Regions from separate parts of the Rattus norvegicus genome. Here regions 2 and 3 are each linked to region 1. Evidence: chromatin contacts called from public Hi-C data. All regions are on one chromosome and are shown on one strand. Each heading gives the region's core, a stretch centred on a gene start, on an enhancer-like site or on the middle of the called end of the contact. The rest is flanking DNA. Distances are from core to core; before and after follow the strand shown. Region 1 overlaps Borcs5 (BLOC-1 related complex subunit 5). Region 2 overlaps LOC108350781 (a long non-coding RNA gene). Region 3 has its middle 7.3 kb from the start of Crebl2.

Region 1 (3,587 bases), core at 330-2,829:
GATATACGATGAACAGAATCAATAAATTTGTTTAGATTGATGAATAAATATTTAGGCAGCACAGTTCTAAATCTAGAATATAACTCCCTTCTGTTCAGGAGTTAAGAACTTTATTTCCAATGAACTGAACACTGTAAGATTGTTACCAAATCAAGCTATCCAATCATCAGTTAAAACCTGAGAAGTGCAAAGAACGTAATTTTTTTCAATTCTGGAAATATTTATAAAGCCTCATCTTTCCTAGGCTGATATTTCACTTCTACATGTTAGTTATAAAAAGGATTTTTTGAAAAGTGGAAAAACTTAAAATGACTGACAGACTTTCACACTGCCTACCCTTATGTATTCAGACTGTCACAAAGTACTAACAAACTAGAGCTTCAGAGAAAATACATACATCTTAGGTCAAACTTCGGCAGAGTTTTAACTGCTGAGAGGGGGTACTGCTTACAGCGACATAGCCCCACATATTTGCTTTTGTTTAAATTCAGAATATAACACAAATCACAAATATAAATAAGAAAGAAAGAATAATCAGGACACGAGCTGGCAATTATTCTAACTTCAGTTTGTCTGAGGGAGGTTTTCTTTATGGCCGAGGAGACCTAAAACTTGCTCTGCAGCCCAGGCCATCCCGCCATCCCCAGATTACAGCAGTCCCTCGCCTCGGCTCCATGTACTAGGATTATAGGACGGATCCACCGTATCCACGCTGAGCTAACCATGAGATTAACTGAAATGAAAATCTAAGTTTACGACTGAAGTAGAGGGATGGTTCAATACTAAAGTGGTTTTCTATCATGGTCTAGTCTATGTAGGAAGAACTTACCTCAGTCAGGGAAAGAAAAGAGCCTAAGCTTAAACCAGGATTTTGACCTCCTTACTATGGCTACGTAGATTACACTATACCCCAAATACAATTTTAGCCAAGAGTCACCTTGGCTTCACGTGGTTCCTTGTGTTTACACTGAAGATTTTAAAGCTGGGAGTGCCCTCTCTGCCTTTGTATGGCAACTTCTCACCCATCCTTGGAGTCCAGCTCAGATGTGCTTTCCTCTGTGAAGCCTGAGTACCCCACAGGCTACGTGAATAACCCCCTTCCACACCGGGAAGGTGGCTAACATTTGAAATGTAAATAAATAAAACAATCCCCCTTCCTCACAGGCCTATTCTTTTTAGCATACTAGCAGTGTTGCTCATACTATATCACTGGGAGTTATTTAGCTGTCTAAATTGCCAAAAAACTACCTGAGTTCCTGAAGGTTAGTGGCCATGTTGTCTCATCTGCATGTGTCCTGTCTGAACACTCTCAGGCACTTAGCAATGTGTTGCAAGAAGAGACAAAAAAAGTTTTTTAAAAATGGATTAAAATTTTCTTTTTTCTACTTTTATAGAAATTACTAATTTCTACAAAGAATTAACCATTATGCCTTCCAGTCATAAACAAATAGAAACCAGATAAAGTACATGAGCTCCTCTTCAGACGCTCTGCCATGGGCAGTGCTAGACTAGCCCTAAGAGAAGGAAAACAAAGCATTCTATTTTCCTAGCTCACTGCCTGAAGGCAGTTTCCAGGATGTAGACCAGGGAGGTGACTTAGTCATGGCTGCTATAACCAGAACAACATGGATGGGTGGCTTAGTCAACAAATCTTTCTTTCTCCTAGTTCTGAAGCCTGGAACACCCACGGCCCAGAGTCTGAACCTGGTCTGGTATACAAATGGCAGTCAGTCTGCTTGCTGTCTGATTGCCTGGCAAAGATAAGCATGTTCCTCCTCTCATCGTCCCTTCCCATCCCCTATAACCTCATATGAATTCCATTGCAACGTCCAGTTTGGGACTGATAAAGACATTCAGTGCACAGCAAAGGGTATCTCTGAGAAAAGCCTAGTTTTCTTACTAATGTGGAAAGAGGGCACAGTATGGGGGAAACTAGTGTCTTCAGCTGACACAGCAAACCATGGGAGAAGCGAGACCCAAGTAAAGGGACATCCAAGCTCTGCACTAGGGGGCCTGTGGATCTCCAGCTAATACCAATCTGAAATACATGGAGTAAGATTCCATGAAGCTGGAGAGCCAACCACAGGAAAACAACTTCTGACTTCATACAAGGCCAAGTATAGTTCCTACTGCCACTAGCCACAGTAGAGAAGTGGGTAGACACTGAGGCCACCAGAGTTCTCAGAGGCAGTGCTTGGAGGAATCTATCCCCTTGCTAGCAAGGGTTATGATACACTGAAGACTGCTGTGCACTAGTTGTGGTAGCCATACCTGAAATCCCAGCACTCAAGAGGTAGAGACAGGAGGATCAGGAGTTCAAGGTCATCCTTGTCTACATAACAAGTGGACATAAGTCTACATAAAACCCTACCTCGAAAAAACAAAAACAAATGAAAAAGACTGCTTTGGGGGGGCTGGAGAGATGGCTCAGTGGTTAAGAGCACTGACTGCTCTTTCAGAGGTCCTGAGTTCAATTCCCAGCAACCACATGGTGGCCCACAACCATCTGTAATGGGATCCAATGCCATCTTCTGGTGTGTCTAAAGATAGCTACAGTGTATTCATACATAAAATAAATAAAAACTCTTTAAAAAGGAGACCACTTTGGAGAATGGGACTGGGAAGTAGAAAAGCCTAGAAAGGACTGCACTGATTACCAGGAACCTGCAACAGTGCTGGGCATGGTGGTGCACGTTTAATCCCAGCACTCAGAGGCAGAGTCAGCGGATCTGTAGGTTTGAGGCCAGCCTGGCCTACACAACGAGTTCCAGGACAGCCAGAGTTATATAAAGAGACTGACCCAAAAGGAGGGGAGAAAGGAAGAAAGTTCAAGAATAAATAATATGCAACATGTGCAACAGAGCAAAGTCCAATATCCTCCAGAGGAACACAGCAACCAAAACCATAGCATCTGCAATGTTATCAAACTTCTAGACACGCAAGAAGGAAGAGGACTTGTAGCAAACAGAGTGTTTGATCAGTAAAACACAGGCCAGGGGAAAAAAATGAATGAGAAAAAGCCAATATAAGTGCACTCAGATATCCAAATTAGAGAAAGACAGCATGAGCAGACAAATGAAAGAGACTCAGGGTGGTTACTGAAAGCTGAACAACACAGTATCTGATTTAAAAATACTGGATGGGCTTAGAACAGTATAGACGAGAGGGCAAGTAGACCTCTGAACTAGAAACACAGCGGTGAAAACAATCCAGAATAAAGATGAAGGGGAAACAACTAAAGTTAAAGGCTGAAAGCTGCACCAGGGCTGGAGACAGGCTCGCAGCAGTGTGCCTGTTTACTAAAGCCCTAGGAAGCAGAAAGGAAGCAAATGAAAAGCCCGGGGCTAGGAGGCTGCCTGCAAGCCCAGCATCTGAGGCAGGAGGATACACAAGTCAAAGCCGGCTTGTCCTACATAATGAGTTGTAGATCAATCTGGGCTGGGTTTATAGCAAGACTCTAAAGACTATATGAGAGAAAGAAAAAAGAAGGAAGGAAGGAGGGAGGGAGGGAGGGAGGGAGGGACGGAGGGAAAAAAAGGGAGGCAGGAAGAGCAAGCTGGGTAATGGTGGCTCATGCTTTCAATTCC
Region 2 (3,587 bases), core at 400-2,899, 220 kb before region 1:
CTTTGTTTAATTTTCGGTTTTTTTACAAATTTAATTTTTTTTTTTAAGTTAATGTCTCATTATGTAACCCTGGCTGTCCCTGGGACTCACCAGGCAAGACTTAGACTCATACAGATCTGCCTGCCTCTGTGGCCAGAGTGCTGGGATTAAAGTCTTATGCTGGCATGCCCTGCGTCTTCAAATTAAAAAATAAAAAAAGGCTATAGCCCAATGGCAAAGTGACGGTCTAACATGTAAGAAGGTTAGTCCCCAACATCACCCCCACCCCCACTCCCTCTCACACATGCTGGACTATAATAGTTGAGCTCCAGGCCAGCCTAGTTACAAAGCAGGACTATGTCTAATAAAAAGCAAATACATAAAATATTTAGTGCTTAAGAACACTGGCTGTGGGGTTGGGGATTTAGCTCAGCGGTAGAGCACTTGCCTAGCAAGCGCAAGGCCCTGGGTTCGGTCCCCAGCTCCGAAAAAAAGAAAAAAGAAGAAAAAAAAGGACCTGGGTTCAATTCCCAGCACCTACATGGCAGCTCACAACTGTCTAATTCCAGTTCCAGGGGATCTGACAACCTCACACAGACATACATACACAGGCAGAACACCAGTGTTCATAAAAAGAAATTTAGAAAATATTAAGTTACATACATTTTTATCCAGAGCAGAAGGAAGCCTCTTACCCTTTAGAAGATTGTCATCAAGCCACTTAAGTAAAGTTAAGGATGATCGGGGTTGGGGATTTAGCTCAGTGGTAGAGTGCTTGCCTAGCAAGCACAAGGCCCTGGGTTCGGTCCCCAGCTCTGAAAAAAAGAACCAAAAAAAAAAAAAAAAAAAAAAAAAAAAGGATGATCTACCATTCCTGGCAAACTGGGTGGGTGGGTGAGATGGCTCAGCAGGTAGAGGTGCTTGCCACCAATTTGACTGAGTTCTGTCCCTAAACGGAAAGAACCAGCTCCAGAAAGTTGTATCCACCATACCCCTGCCTTATGGTTCTACACACACACACACACACACACACACACACACACACACACACCAATACATTTTATTTAATATTTATTTTTAATTTGGTAATCAGTTCTGTATCTCTCCTGCTTACTGCGACACAATTCATGTGTTGGAGGAAAAAAAACGTCGTTGCTGCGCGCAGACCTTGAAAGGATGCATAGCCCGCCTTTGTTCAAATTCGTCAGGAAGGGAAGGCTGAAGAACCCGGATGCAGTTCTGCAGATTGCCGCTTGACGGCGCTGTGGCTAGCGGGCAGAGCCCTCTCTTGACCAAACTAGTCATCGGAATTCAGAGAAATCTTGGTCTCTTAGCAACCACACAGCCAAGCTTGCTGAGTACCCAGACTCAGCTATGAGTTAATTGGTGTGCTCAAAATGCAAAGCTTCAAACATCAGAGGAAGTCCCCTGGCAAATAATACCCGTTACAGGCGCGAAATCGCTACTCAAAATATTTTTTTTAAACCATTTTACAAATGTGATCACGCTCAAAAAAGCCCCGGCAGACCACCAAACCCACAGCACTTACCGTGTCTTCTCTGTTTTCTGTTCCTTTTCTTTCTAAGTCAGCGTCTCTCATGTACCCCGGGCTGATTTTGTACTCCCTGATCCTCCTGCCTCAACGTCCCCCGTCCTGGGATTACAGGCATGCATCACCACATCTGACGTTTTTCCTTGCTGGCAGCAAATCCAGGACTTTGTGCGTGCTCGGTAAGCACTATACAGTCTGAGCTCCATTCTGCCCCTCGGCTGCTTCCATAATTTGGTTCAGAGAACGTGCAGATGTCGTCATGGCAATACCCTCTAGTTTCCCCTGAGCGGGTGCACATGTGCAGGGTTAAATAGTCAGTTAAACTCGGTGTGGAATGAATTCCGTTCAGGCCTATCTCATTGACCTCAGGCCTCTCAGTTTCTAATTTTTTGAGCTGCTACAATCTAGGCAGTTCTGGACTTTTTCCAAATGTGAACACGTCAAGACGTGCTATCTATTCTTTCTCAGAAGCCTTTTTAAAAGGGTTTTTGGAGTCCGGTGAGATAATTCAATGTTTAAAGGTGCTTGATACCAAGCCTGGTCTGGACCTGAGTTTGAGCTCCTAAACCCACAGGATAGAAGGAGAAAACAGATTCCCATAGTTTGAGCTCTGATCTCTATGCATGCTGTGGTGTATGTATGTGTGCACACATACACATTCACACACACACACACACACACACACAACCACACACCCCTCCAAATAAATAGCAAACAATAAAACACTGCTTTAAGCCAGGGATGCTATACACATATGATTCTAGTACTTGAGAGGATGAGGCAAGAGGACCTGGAATTCAAGGGCTCTTTGTGCTGCAGAGAAAGACCCCGTTTCATGAAAGTTAAATTTACGCACGGTATCTTTCTTAGTTTATTTTCTTGTTCGTGTGATTAAATACTGTGACACAAAAAACTCTAGGGAGGAAAGGTTCAAATGACTGTGAAAGGTTCACAGTTCAAGGTACAGTCCATCATGGAAGCTAATTTAAGGCAGCAGGAACTTGAAAGAGTTGGTCACATCATCTTGGCAGCCAAGAACCAGTGTGAGGAAGAGGGGGAGAAGGAGGGGAGGAAGGAGAGGGAGGGAGGGAGGGAGGGAGGAAGAGTGAACCTTGCTTAGATCATTTTATCCTTTTATTCAGTCCAGGATCCTTTGTAGGAGGAACTGTACCACCCATAGTAGGCAGAAGGAATTGTACCACCCATAGTGGGCAGAAGGAATTGTACCACCCATAGTGGGCAGAAGGAATTGTACTACCCATAGTGGGCAGAAGGAATTGTACTACCCATAGTGGGCAGAAGGAATTGTACTACCCATAGTGGGCAGAAGGAATTGTACTACCCATAGTGGGCAGAAGGAATTGTACCACCTATAGTGGGCAGAAGGAATTGTACCACCCATAGTGGGCAGATTTTCCCACTCTAAATAAAGCAGTCCAGATCATTGATCATCCCCTACATAGATACACTTGGAGGCTCATCTTCCAGGCAATCTTAGATTCTGTCAAATTGGCCACACCAACCATAACAGTGTCCCATGCTTATAACCCCAGCATGTGGGAGCTAGAGGCGAGAGTTAGGAATTCAAAGCCAGGATTGGCTACAGGAGTGTGTGGGAAAACAAAAGCAAAACAAAACCAACTCAAAACAAAGGAATTGCAGGGACTGCACTGGCAACTCTCCATCAGCTCTGAGTTACACAGTAGAGTTTACGAGGTTTGGATGCCCTTCCGACTTGAAGGGTGTGGGGTTTTAGTTCTGCAGGGTAACCAAATGCATGTCCTGCGTCAGGCTGAGGAGGCAGATCTGGAGGTCTGAGGACATCATCTGGTTTGGAGCATGCAACAGCCAGTAGGGTCCTCCAGAAGTTTACTCACCAAAGCTTAGATGCAGAAGACTAACACTCCTTTAGGGGAAAGTTTCGTTGACATTGCAGTAAGGTGGCTATTGCGCTTTTCTGTAGTCATGGCAACCTGACTACGGTTCCCAGCACGACGGAGGTGGCAGGTCACAGGAGGATCTGAACCTGACGGCTAGAAACCAAAGAAGGTGCAGA
Region 3 (3,587 bases), core at 326-2,825, 180 kb before region 1:
ACGAAGGCAAGGAGAGGCCTGAATGGTGTGGGGGATGGGGGGTGCCTCTGTGGGCCCAGGCTGAGGCATTTCTTTCCCCTGAGGGACCAGCCACACCGGTATAGTTTAGGATAGGGTTTATTTTGGGCAGGGGGAATGGAGGTGAGGGAGGTGGGAGGGGGTGAGGGGCAGGGGGGCGTGGAGAAGAGGCTGGCCATGAGCACTTGGAGAGTAGGGGAATGGGGGAAGAAGGGACAGAGGGGGAAGCGGGTAAGAGAGCAAGAGATGAGTGAGGAGGGGGCAAGCAGCCCCTTTCATAGTGAGTCAGGCACACCTGGCTGTTACCAAGTAACTGTGGGGCGGAGCCTAGAAGAAATGCCAACACCTGCTGGAGAATCCGGAGTTCAAACTCAGCCTGAGGCTAGCCTGGGCTACATGAGACCTTGCCTCATAAGACTGTTCTCATTAAGTATATGACTGAAAAATTGACGTACCCTTTCCTAACTCTCATTAAAGGTGAACTTTTAATGTAAATTTGGTGTGAAAAAACATAATCTGGAAATAAACAATCTTTTTTAAAGGCCTACCAAAGTGTGAAGTGTGTGTGTGTGTGTGTGTGTGTGTGTGTGTGTTTATGTGTGTGTGTTGATAGTGTTTGCTTTACATGTACAAAACCTTGAGTTCAGTCCTCACAGCTCCAGCACTGTAGCCTGTGAGTGTGGTGGGGTAGGCCTGTAATCCCAGTATTCAGGAGGCAGACACAGAGATCAAGAATTCAAGGCCAGCTTTGGCTACCCACTGAATTTAGGGCCATACAAATCCTGCCTCAAAGAAAACAAACAAACAAACAAACAAACAAAAAGGAGGAAGATGGCCACGAGAGCCATTGTGTTAATGTCTGCAGTGTGTGAGTTTCTAGTTTTGTTTATTGAGACAGGATGCCTCACTATGTAGCCCAAGCTAGTGCTGAATTTGCTTCCTCAGTCTCCTGATGTGTGTCATGTGCCACCATACCTGGTTCTATAGTGAGTTTTCCTTGCGTTTTATTTTGTGTTGCTGAACATCGAACTCATGGCCCGGGGAGCAAGGCAAGTGTCCTGCCCAAGAGCCTTTCACTATTCTACCTTCTGAACCTTGTAACAGAGCATCATGAATGTTGACTCCCAGGGCCCACCCAGAAATGGCTGTTCATGAATTATCTCCCTCCAGCCTACCTTTAGAGAAGGGACAGATAGCCTGTTCCGAGTATTAAGATGTTAAAATGTAGCATGGTTTGCAGAATGCATTTGTACATTGTTCAAACCATGACAGAGAGGAGAAAGGAAAGGAGAAAAAAAAACCCTATTCAACAATTAAAAAAAAAAAAACTGATTGAAGAGAGGAAGGGGGTGGAATGAGATTAAGAGAGGAGGCGATGGAGCGAGATTTAACCGTATCAGAGGAGCCCTGCACGGGGAACAGTGTAGCATTCTGCATGGGGGAATGCAGCGCCTATTGAGACACAAATCTGGCACCAGAACAACAGGGCACTATCGCTGCGCTGATCTTCAAAGGTGTAGAGGAAAAGTGGGCGGGTCATGTGACATTCGTGAAATGCTTGAGGTGAACTCACTGCTGAAGTATTAGTCACATTCTGTGGTGTGTGTGGCCCAAGTCATTTGACAGTGAAGTATTCCCCTCCCTTGTTTTTTCCTAAATATTTAGCTTTTTTTCTTTTTCAACAATGTTTTAAAATATTCCATCTGAAAAGTCCGTTGGTGTTGTAAAGGCGTTTGGCAACATGCCTTGCCCCGTTTGGGCCTACTCAGAAAAATATGCCTACATTTACACAGCAAAGCACCTACTTAACTCTGCGTTGGTTAAGAAGTTCTGAGACAAGAGTCTGAAGGGCTATGTTCAGAGTCAGCAACCGATTTGGACTCTAGCTTTCGGAAGGAACAAAAGAAAGACAGGAAGAAAGAAGGAAGGAAAGGGAGAGAGGGAGGCTAACAAGAACAAGGAATAACATCACCCCCATGCTGCAATCTCCACACTCAAGAGGCTGAGGCAGAAGGTTTGCCACAAATTTGAGATCGGCTGGGCTACGTGTGAATTTAAGGCCCATTTGAGATTTGATAATACAGAAATCCTGTGTCAAAAGCTTGGCATAGTAGCCTGACAGTATAATCACTGTCCTTCGGAGGCAGGAGGATTGCCACAAAGATAAGGCCAGTCTTTCTACATAGCGAGTTCCAAGCCAGCCAAGGCTACAGTCAAGTGACCCACTCAAAAAACCAAATAGAGATGGCCCAGTGAGTGAGGAGCTCACTGAGCACGATGAGGACCTGAGCTCGGATCCCAGCACCTACATAAAGGCCAAGTACAGAGGGGTAGGTCTGGAACCCCAACACTGGTGTCTTAGGGTCTTCATTGCTGTGACGAAACAGCATGACCAAAGCTACTCTGGGAGGGAAGGGTTTATTGTGCTCACAGTTCCATACAACTGTTCATCATCAAAACCAGTAAGGACAAGAACTCAAGCAGGGCAGGAGGCAGAGACTGACGCAGAGGCCATGGAAGGGTGCTGCTCACTGGGCCACTAACCTAACCAAACGGGCAATATTCCTGGCCCAGTGAGAGACCCTGTATCAAAAACAGGGTAGTGATCAATTGGAAAAGACACAGGTGGCTCTTATTTGAAGAGCCAATAGGACACTTACTTAGGTAATAAGCATCTGTTCAACACGGTGTGCTCTGTAAGAGAAGGCTGGCCAGAACAGATACCTGCTTTGACTGTGTGTGGGGACGGGGGTGGGGGCGGGGCGTGGGTGTATTCTGTTTCATTGACTCAGACCTGAAGCTGTCTAAGCTTAGCGCAACCTGCGTTTACAGTTCACAGCTTTGCCTTAGGAGCCCACTGTTCCTAAGGAGTGAAAGGCTTGGTAAGCTTGGAGAGCTTTGCTGAATGGAAATCTGACAAGGGGCACATAACCAGGTTTTAGAGCCTTAAATACTATTACTTTATGGGTAGGGACACTTCGTCTGCATGTTTGTATGTGTAGCATGTGCATACTAATGCCTATGGAAGGCAGAAGAGTGCACTAGATCCCCTGGAACTGGAGTTACAGATGGTTGTGAATTACCATGTTGATGCTGGGTTCTGAACCTGGGTCCTCTGCAAGAACAGCAAGGACTCTTAACCTCTGAGTCATCTCTTTAACTTCCAGATCGCAGATCTTTAAAGAGCAAAGGGGTAGGGGTTCTGGCAATTCAGAACAAAGTGTGCTTTCTAATAGGTTATCTCTGTCTGATGAAATGAGGCAATTTAAGTCAAATTAATGTATATAAAGGCAGTTTTATTGGGTGCAGGTCTGTGGGGGACTGTCTGCAAAGTGAAAATACAGAGAGACAGGAGAGGGGGAGAGGAAACAGGACAGGGGAGAGGGGAGACAGGAGAGGGGGGAGAGGGAAGAGGAGGGAGGGGAGACAGGACAGAGGAGAGAGGGGAGAGGAGGGAGGGGAGACAGGACAGAGGGGGGAGGAGGGAGGAAGACAGGACAGAGGGGAGAGGAGAGGGGAGAGGGTGTTGATAAAAGAACACTTCTTTACTGTGGTGGGAATTTAAACTT

What was found. A called contact is a pair of places that touch in the nucleus more often than the background predicts.
Region 2: a contact with region 1 is called in a Hi-C map of Schwann cells, with 4 times the contacts expected there. The contact joins two enhancer-like sites. A contact is called at or near these places in 10 of 12 Hi-C or Micro-C datasets (the A7r5 cell line, the Rat2 cell line, Schwann cells and 6 more).
Region 3: a Hi-C map of the A7r5 cell line shows a contact between it and region 1, with 6 times the contacts expected there. The contact joins two enhancer-like sites. A contact is called at or near these places in 6 of 12 Hi-C or Micro-C datasets (the A7r5 cell line, Schwann cells, kidney and 2 more).

What each region holds. Positions count from the first base shown.
Region 1 is chr4:169,218,268-169,221,854 of GRCr8, reverse strand. The region is part of intron 2 of Borcs5 (BLOC-1 related complex subunit 5); the gene reads right to left. Among named protein-coding and RNA genes, the nearest start is that of Borcs5, 15 kb to the right of the region's middle. Within about 2 kb of position 1,579, at least 7 of the 93 cell types and tissues checked have an H3K27ac peak or open chromatin away from gene starts, as enhancers often do. A contact at or near this core is called in the A7r5 cell line and Schwann cells, where this site is marked.
Region 2 is chr4:169,433,618-169,437,204 of GRCr8, reverse strand. LOC108350781 (a long non-coding RNA gene) reads right to left here. Exons shown (of 3, transcript XR_001837740.3): 1 at 1,529-3,587. Among named protein-coding and RNA genes, the nearest start is that of Crebl2, 31 kb to the right of the region's middle. Within about 2 kb of position 1,649, at least 38 of the 93 cell types and tissues checked have an H3K27ac peak or open chromatin away from gene starts, as enhancers often do. A contact at or near this core is called in Schwann cells, where this site is marked.
Region 3 is chr4:169,395,714-169,399,300 of GRCr8, reverse strand. No RefSeq gene overlaps it. Among named protein-coding and RNA genes, the nearest start is that of Crebl2, 7.3 kb to the left of the region's middle. Within about 2 kb of position 1,575, at least 6 of the 93 cell types and tissues checked have an H3K27ac peak or open chromatin away from gene starts, as enhancers often do. A contact at or near this core is called in the A7r5 cell line, where this site is marked.